Regions from separate parts of the Mus musculus genome. Here regions 2 and 3 are each linked to region 1. A link is a contact called in public promoter capture Hi-C data. All regions are on one chromosome and are shown on one strand. Each heading gives the region's core, a stretch centred on a gene start, on an enhancer-like site or on the middle of the called end of the contact. The rest is flanking DNA. Distances are from core to core; before and after follow the strand shown. Region 1 overlaps Slc29a1 (solute carrier family 29 (nucleoside transporters), member 1). Region 2 has its middle 28 kb from the start of Vegfa. Region 3 has its middle 24 kb from the start of Vegfa.

Region 1 (2,700 bases), core at 93-2,592:
CCACCTGTGGATTGTGACCCCTTTGGGGTGGGTCTAAGGACCCTTTCACAGGGGTCACCCAAGACCATGGGAAAACAGATATTTATAGAACGACTCATAACAGCAGCAGAATTGCAGTTATGAAACAGCAACGAAAATAATTTTATGGTTGGGGCTCACCCCATGAGGAACTGTGTTAAAAGTGTTGAAGCACTAGGAAGTTTGAGAACCACTAGTTTAAATGAAATTTCTGTGAAAAAAGGAAGTCCCAACAGTAGGGCCACCCCTGTAGCCATCAGCTGGTAGAGGATGAGAGAACATGCAGCCTTGGGGGAGGGGGCTTGGGAGATGGGGCGGGGCAAAAGCTTCTGTCTCCCAGGGCTGGGGACAAGGGGCACTTAGGACCAGAGTGTTCCTCTCAGTTCCAGTCAGTCCTGAGCTGGAGCATCAGCGCCCCCTCCACCGAGGGAGTCTCACATCCCATACCAACACACCCTTCCTCAGACCACAGTATGGCTGAAGAACGGGGAGGTCCAACGCCAACATGAGGACACATAGGCCCGTTGTTCTCCAGGAAGTCTGGCAGCCTGGGCTTTGGTGTCAGGGCCTGGAGCCAAGGTAAGGGAGAGCCCAGGCCTCAGCCTTTTCCTGCCCAGGGATGTGGGAGTATGGCCAGGAGCTGGGGGTGGGGCTGGCCAGTTTGGCAGAGTTCATTCCAGGAGCTGAGGACAGCGTGGTGGGGGAGGGGAAGGTAGCGGGGAAGACAAAGCTGCCTCCATTTCCAGGCCCTTGAAATGAGAAAGAGGGGCTGGGGCATAGCTCGGCTAGCAGAGCGCTTGCCTAGCATGCACAAAGCCCTGGACTTGATCCCTAGATCCAGGACATGGTGGTACACAGCTGCAGTACCAGCACATAGGAAGCGGTTCAAGGCCACCTTCAGGTACTTATGGAATGTGAAGACCACTCGGGCTACATCTTTCTAAATCTGGGCCACAGTCTGGGTGGCGTCTTGGCTCCAGGCCTGTCTCTTCCCTGTGTCCCCAGTAGGGGGCGCTGCAGCCCCTCTGAGACTGAAGGACTGCATCCTCCCCCTTATACCCAGGCCCAGGCTTGGGTCATTGCAGAAACCTAGACTCAGGCTGCCAGCCTTCTCTCCTCTCCAAGGAGTTAGTTAAACCTTGGAAGGATGCACAGAGCTATGGAGAAAAAAAATGTTTATTTAATCAGATGGCCTCTGAAGGCACCTGGTTTCTGTCAGTATAAAAAAGGCAGTAAAATGACAAGGGCTGGGGACATGGAACAGGCACAGAAGGAAGAAGGGCAAGGGGAGGGACATCAGGTCACACGACACCAATCAGCCATCCGCCTCCGCCCTATCCTGTGATAGGCAGGCGGACAGATCTCTCTTGGCCCTGGAGTCTCTTGTGCTTGGAGTAAGCGGGCATCAGTCGGAGCTGTCAGTCAGAGGCCATTGAGCCCTTGCCATTCTGACCCTGAATTCCAAGTCCACCCGCAGGCCATCGCTGGCTCCTGGACAGCTGGGCGAAGCACAGTCCAGAGGAAAGCAGAAGTCAGCTAGAAGAACAGCCCCTCTCGACCCCTGCTCGTCCCTGGCAGGGAAGGAAGTGAGCAGGAAGCAGGCAGTGTAGTTCTTCTGTCCCCACAGGGTCACACAAGTGCCCTTAACAAGAAGGACAACACAGCTCCCAGAGCCAGGCCCAGACACAGAAAGAAGGACATGATGTTTCCTGCTGTCTCCGCCTCAGCTGGTTTGACTTTCCTAAAAGGAAAGGCAGGGTAATCTTAGGCAAGCTGAGCCCAGCCCTGTCCCCCCACCCCCAAACCTTCCAACACTCCCAATCCCAGCCCACTTCTTGGGAGACTGTGTCTAGGGACCATCCTCCACCCTGTCTTAATCCCTTCCCACACAGCTCAGCAGGAGCACATTAGCAAGCCCTTACCTCCACTGCCCCTTAAAACCCCCCAGCAACTCCAACTCCGTGCAGCTATGAGATGGGGAGGGACTCTCCTACTGCCATCTCCCTGTAAGTCCTGCCTGATGTCACCAAATCCCCTCATGGCCCGACTCACTTGGGCCCGAAGCACATGCAGAGGCTGGCGAGGTAGCCATTGGAGAAGGCAAAGGCAGCCATGAAGGCGATGAACCAGGCGTCATGCTTAAAGACGAAGTGGTGCCGCTGCGCGCCGCAGTGGCGAGCCTTCACGTTGCAGAGCATCAGCAGGGGAATAAACACAATCCTCGAGGCGACCAAAACCGGCAGCCAGCGGCTATCCTGGCCAGGCTGCGGACACAGGCAAGGCTTCAGCACGCATGTCAGTCCTCCCGGTCTCCTGGGGCCCCTGGGGACTTGGATAAAACCACTAGGCCTGGGTGCCTTTGGGGGTGCTGATTGCTAGGGGCGCAGTGGTGCCTATGATATGTCGAGATGTATCTTTCCATCTAGGTGGGAGCCATGACATGCACACCTCTGCCAGGCTACACACCTAAGAACTGTACGCATGGGCCAGGAATGGCTCAATAGTTAAGAGTCCTGCTCTTGCGGAAGACCCAGGTTTAGTTTCCAGTCCTCACAAGCTCCTCTAACTCCAGCTCCAGGGGATCTGGTGCCCTCTTCTGGCCTCTGTGGGCATTGCATTCACATGCACACACACATAATTTGAAAGTCTTAGCTGGTGGCACATGCACTTGGGAAGCAGGGA
Region 2 (2,700 bases), core at 5-2,504, 420 kb after region 1:
AACAGTGTGCAAAGATCCTGGGGCAGGAGCATGGCAGCTGCCTGTAGACTGGACTTGTTGCTCTTGGAAGGGATCATGTTGGGGGTCTTGAGATCACCATTATAAGAATTTAGCTTTTTCCTCCCGGAGGAGGGGGGACAAGAAAAATCACCAGGATTTGAGATATAAGGTGACCCAATGTGACTCTCCCATTCTTCATGATAGGAAGTGATAAGACACAGGTAGCTATCTAAGGAGGGATGACAGCAAGGTCTAGCTAGGCTGGGCTGGGAGCACAGGGATGGGGGATGCTCCTCTTTTTCCCGTCTGCCAGATAGGGCCGAGCCTTCTGAGGTCTAGGCCTCTCTCCCCGCTCCCCTCCACTCCCTGGCTTTCTCCCCATCTCCATTCCTGCTTGTCCCAGCTCTCCATTTGCCTTCAGCTTCACCCCACAGAGTGGGACGGCCCCAGTTTTCAAGCACTCTCAGAAAAAAAAAAAAAAGTGAACTGGACGGAAAGAAGTCACTGGGCCTGCCAAGAGGAGAGATGCAGATTACAGTGTCTGGTCCCAGCGGCTCACCCTGTAATCATCCTGGGTTGCAGGTGGACGGGACCTTAGGCCACGCCCCTGCAGGGCCAACACTGGCTCTGCTCCCAGCACCATCCTGATGCCTCACCTCAAGCAAGGAGGAGGCAGAGGACATTGTGGAGGCTCCAGCCCGGGCTCCAATGCTCTCCCATGTGAGAGCAGCTGAAAGGGATCTCCCGGGGTGTTAAAGTTTCCATCACTTCCAACAGGAAATGATGCCGTCCAGGACACACAGGGGATTTGAACCCAGGATGTTGACCGTATGCAAGATGCTGTTTCTTCCAGGTCAGGTCTGGGAATCAACCAGTAGGACAAGGCTTTGCACTCTCTACCTGAACCAATGTGAGAAAAAAAAAATGCTTTTCCACGGTGGTGACCTTAGCCCTGTATGTCTGAGGAGGACGTTTGGTCAGGACAATGTCTTCCCACTTGCAGGAGGAACAGCCCAGCTAGACCATTTGTCATAGCTCTGGCAGATAGGCAAGCTTGTGCTGTTTGTCACCCCACTCCAGCCTGCAAATAGTTCTTCCCGTTCTCTAGGAACAAAAGCTCCGTGTCAGCTTCCTGGGTCACCTGTCTGTCCGGGAACAGATCTGGCTGCCTTCCGCTGTCACGTGCCACGCGTGGCTGTGGCCTCCAGCACCTGAGTCATCTGTGACTCATTGCCCTCTACCCTTGGCTCAAGAGGGATGGGCCAAGTGGACTCAGCCCTGAATGGGATAAGACCAGCCTGATGTCCCTGGTGCAGACCTGGCCTTCCCTTCCCCCACAGTCAGATATAAGAAGAGCAGATCTCTCAAGGTAAAACTCACGTGAACGCACAGCTTCCTACCGAGCACCTAGTACAGATGTACCCACCCATCACTGCATGCCTTGGGTACCTGCCACCCACGCATGTGGGATGTGTTAGATGACCCCACATCCCAAGTCTTCAAAAGTCCCGCCTACCAGGGTGGGGCTGAACTCTGTTACCTCTGTCACTGGCCATGTGACCACACACACACACACACACTCTCTCTCTCTCTCTCTCTCTCTCTCTCTCTCTCTCTCTCTCTCTCTCTGGGCCTCCATCCTCCCTGATCTGCAACTCAAATTGCTAAAATCCTTTCTAGTCCTTAATCTAAACTGAGGCTTATTTAAATTATACTTATTTATATATATGTGTGTGTGCATGTGTATGTGTGCATACATGTGCTTGCTTGCACTCAAGAGAGAATGAGCACACGTGTACGTGCGCGCGTACACACACACACACACACACACACACACGCTTGTGCAGTTCTCTCCTATTATGTGGGTTGTGGGATCAAATTCAGATCATCAGACTTAGTGAGAACTGGTACCTTTACCCACTAAGCCATCTCTCCGCCCCTAAGCAGGGATTTTAATAAGGTGTTTACACACCCGTAATCTGTCAGGGACAATAAACCCAGGAACGTGATGGCAGAAGGGAAGTAGAGAGCGAAAGATGGAAGCATCCGCCCTCCACCCTTAGATATCACCACTCCTCCAAAACCAACCAAACAGTCTGGGGACGTGTCCCCCACCTCCCCACCCCCAGGGACATTACCACACATCTAACTGCAGTCAGGCAGCACAGGGCAAAGAGATCGGGGTCCTGGAAGACGTTTCGCCAAGGCAGGGTCCCACTAGAGCAACCACCTCCTGGGACAGACCAAGATGAAGTTCCACTGGGGCCACCTGACTGGGCTTCTTGAGGACAGGGCCTTTTGATGTGGACTCCCTAAAGATGGGGGTAAGTCTCCCTCAGACCAGGGTTCCCTAAGACAGGCTATGTCCCCACAGCAGACTCTCACAGTAAAAAGGGAACCCCTGGTCCATTTAGCCAGTCCCCAGAGCTCATGCTCTGTACTGTCTCCTCTGTCTCTCAGGAAGGGGTTAAGGCCCTCCCAGGGTGCAAGGCAGTTGAGAAAGCTAGGGAGGGAGTGTGTTTCTCCACTTGGCCTCAGTACTGGTTTCTCAATCCAGTGTGATTACTGGTAAAGCCAGACTGGCGCAGCCAGGCAGGCTCCTGAAGCCTAGAACCTTCTCCTCCTGTTGCAGCAGCCCAGACTGGCGCCTGGAGGCCCTCACCCGTGAGGGTCCAGCCCAAGAAGAATGAAAGCACAGAA
Region 3 (2,700 bases), core at 103-2,602, 470 kb after region 1:
CACACACACACACACACACACACACACACAAGCACAGCCGATCCAATGGAAGTAATTCTTCACCTGAAATTTCCTCTTCCTATGCTATTCCGGTTTGTGTCAGGTTGATGATTTAAAAAAAAAAAACAAAAAACAAAAAACATGCCGGGCATGGTGGCATGGTGGCGCATGCCTTTAATCCAAGCACTTGGGAGGCAGAGGCAGGCAGATTTCTAAGTTCGAGGCCAGCCTGGTCTACAAAGTGAGTTCCAGGACAGCCAGGGCAACACAGAGAAACCCTGTCTCAAAAACAAAACAACAACAACAAAAACAAAACAAGTAACACACCAACAGACTTTCATGTGCATATGAAATCTATGTACCAAAAACTGTGGTAGCCATGAATCCATACGCGAAGGGGAGGCTCAGCAATTAAGAGCACGTGCTGCTCTTCCCGAGGGCCAGAGCTTGGTTCCCATTCCCTATGTCAGGCAGTGCGACAGCTCCAGTCTTCAAGAGCACTCACATGCATGTATGCATATGCGGACACAAACACAGATGTATATGCGTAAATAATTTTGCTTAAGAGTTGACATTCAATGAACCAAGTTCCTCATGTACCAGGAACCGCATTGCTGGCTCTGCACGTCTAATAACGTCAAGTGTTCTAAGTAAACAGCATTGGCTGCAGGGAGGGAGGAATGTGTACAAGAGAGACGCTGATGAAAATGTTTTTAACTTTAGTTCGATTCTCTGACACACATTTTTCACATTCTCCCACATCTCTGAAATCAGGATGTCCCTTGCAACCAGTAACAAGAAGGCACTGTGTCATAGTTTAGTTAGGCAGCCTGCATCTGGTTTGGATAAAATATACCATCTAGGCAAACTAACTATGCTTTTTCAACTGACAGTGGGTGACACATGGAACCTGTATTGTGGATTTCAAGTTTGTGGGGGCACCGGGGTGTAGAGCATGTGTCATCCATCAATCTGAGAGTTTTCTGGGGAAGAGGCCCTTTCCTCCCCAGAGCTCTGCCACAGCCCAAGCCTAGCACAGCCAGCCCCAAACCCGGGCTGATGGAAGCAAAGGAAACTGTGAGCCTCCACTGAAGCCCTTCTCGTTAGAGAAGGAAGAACCCAGGGAGAAGCCATTCCCTGCAGCCCCCAGGGGGAATAGAGGTGAAAGGGAAGGGGAGGATTGCCCCACTCCTCTCCAGGAACCTCAGGCCAATGGAAACATGCTGGCTGGCTTCAGTCACTCGGCGACCAGCCATCCGGGCTAACTAGGAGCCAATTGTAAACCCAGCACAAATGCCGGCCTAGCCTCTTCCAACTTAGGCTGTGTTTACCTGCCAAAACATGCCCCCATTGGCCTTGCCCTCTGCCCTCCGGCTGGCCCAGGCAGGGCAAAGGCTTAAAATGCCAGCCCCAGTGTAAAGCTAAGGAAGCCGATCTCTGAAGCCCTATGTGACCCACCCCGGGCTGAGCAGTTCCCTGAACCTGCCCTCTGGGCCCCACCAGGAGGCAGGGGATCTCCAGGGGCAAGGGGGTAAGAGGAAGGGAGAAGTGGCTTGTGCCAGGGACTCTCCTACTTGGTCAGAGATTGCCACCACCTCCTTCTCTTTGCCCTCTTTTCCCAGGACTCATTCATCCAGTTAAAGGCCTGTCTTCTACTTCCTATACATTTGTCCTGGAATCTGAGGGGCTCATAAACGTTCGCCGACCACTACAACAGATGCCTAAACTCAGAGAGATAATGCCTTGTCCCTCCTAGCCTGACCTGGGGGTGGGGCCTCTTTATTTAGGGGATGCGAGTCCTTCCTTATCCTTTAGGATTAGTGTCTTCCTTAACAAGGTCCAAGACTAGGGTTCAAGGACTAGGAAAGGAAGCTTTCTTTAGACCTGGGTAGGGAGATGCACTTCAGCCCATGCTGCCTTGGTCCTTCCTGCCCACTCCCTGCCTTGGGAGGTTAACTACTAGACCCTGCTAGGGTGCAAATGGGAGCCTAAAAGAACAGTTTGCCACCCCCCTCCAACACACACACACACACACACACACACACACATACTGTGGCCTCCAGGGCTATGAAACCATGCTCTTCCAGAGCCGCACAGAATCCCCACTCAGCCTTCAGCCCTGGAGCCTGGCCCTGCAGCCTGTCTAACACCAGAGGCCTACAGGTGGATTTCTCGGCTATTTTCCTTCCTCACCTGCCCAGGGATGCAGAAGTGGGCCAAGAGCCAATCTAGTGCTCCTACGCCCAGCCCAGCATCCCCAGCCCAGAACTATCTTAGTTGCTATACAGATTGCAACATAAGCTATCAAAGGGGAAACTGGGGTCCAGAGAAGCAACTTGCTGGGTGTCACTCACTCCCAGGGAGTCTGCTTCTTGATCTTAGAGGAATCTTGATCCTTAGGCTACTCTTGAAAGGCTGAAGGGTAGAACTCAAGTGTAAGACTGAGTCTTGAGGTTGAAGCTCTCTCTCTCTCCCTCTCTCTCTCTCTCTCTCTCTCATGTTCTCTCTAATTGTTTTTGTTTTCTAATGGTTTGGGGTTTTGCTTGCTTTTGAGTTTTGGTTTGGTTTGATTTGGTTTTGATTTTTTGTGGGGGAGGGATTTAGATAGGGTCCCACTATATAGCCCTGACTGGCTTAGAATGTGTCACTATGGAGACCAGGTTGACCTGGAATTCCAAGATCAGCCTGCCTCTGACTCCA

What was found. Promoter capture Hi-C pulls out the DNA fragments that hold promoters and counts their contacts. Capture Hi-C pulls out chosen DNA fragments and counts their contacts.
Region 2: a contact with region 1 is called in a promoter capture Hi-C map of pancreatic islet. The contact joins two enhancer-like sites. A contact is called at or near these places in 1 of 39 promoter capture datasets (liver), 2 of 115 datasets of contacts at active chromatin or transcription factors (bone marrow-derived macrophages and pancreatic cancer cells) and 2 of 9 other capture datasets (adipose tissue and pancreatic islet).
Region 3: a contact with region 1 is called in a promoter capture Hi-C map of liver, with 2.9 times the contacts expected there. The contact joins two enhancer-like sites. A contact is called at or near these places in 3 of 39 promoter capture datasets (the HPC-7 cell line, cranial neural crest and liver), 5 of 484 Hi-C or Micro-C datasets (B cells, the Ba/F3 cell line, the G1E-ER4 cell line and 2 more), 5 of 115 datasets of contacts at active chromatin or transcription factors (bone marrow-derived dendritic cells, bone marrow-derived macrophages, double positive thymocytes and 2 more) and 4 of 9 other capture datasets (adipose tissue, liver, macrophages and 1 more).

Annotation. Positions count from the first base shown.
Region 1 is chr17:45,584,024-45,586,723 of GRCm38.p6, forward strand. It overlaps Slc29a1 (solute carrier family 29 (nucleoside transporters), member 1), which reads right to left. Exons shown (of 14, transcript NM_001357771.2): 13 at 2,071-2,282; 14 at 1,177-1,759. The coding sequence ends at 1,648. Among named protein-coding and RNA genes, the nearest start is that of Slc29a1, 10 kb to the right of the region's middle. Within about 2 kb of position 1,343, at least 225 of the 459 cell types and tissues checked have an H3K27ac peak or open chromatin away from gene starts, as enhancers often do. A contact at or near this core is called in adipose tissue, liver, pancreatic cancer cells and 1 more, where this site is marked.
Region 2 is chr17:46,003,162-46,005,861 of GRCm38.p6, forward strand. No RefSeq gene overlaps it. Among named protein-coding and RNA genes, the nearest start is that of Vegfa, 28 kb to the right of the region's middle. Within about 2 kb of position 1,255, at least 72 of the 459 cell types and tissues checked have an H3K27ac peak or open chromatin away from gene starts, as enhancers often do. A contact at or near this core is called in adipose tissue, liver, pancreatic cancer cells and 1 more, where this site is marked.
Region 3 is chr17:46,055,234-46,057,933 of GRCm38.p6, forward strand. No RefSeq gene overlaps it. Among named protein-coding and RNA genes, the nearest start is that of Vegfa, 24 kb to the left of the region's middle. Within about 2 kb of position 1,353, at least 18 of the 459 cell types and tissues checked have an H3K27ac peak or open chromatin away from gene starts, as enhancers often do. A contact at or near this core is called in adipose tissue and liver, where this site is marked.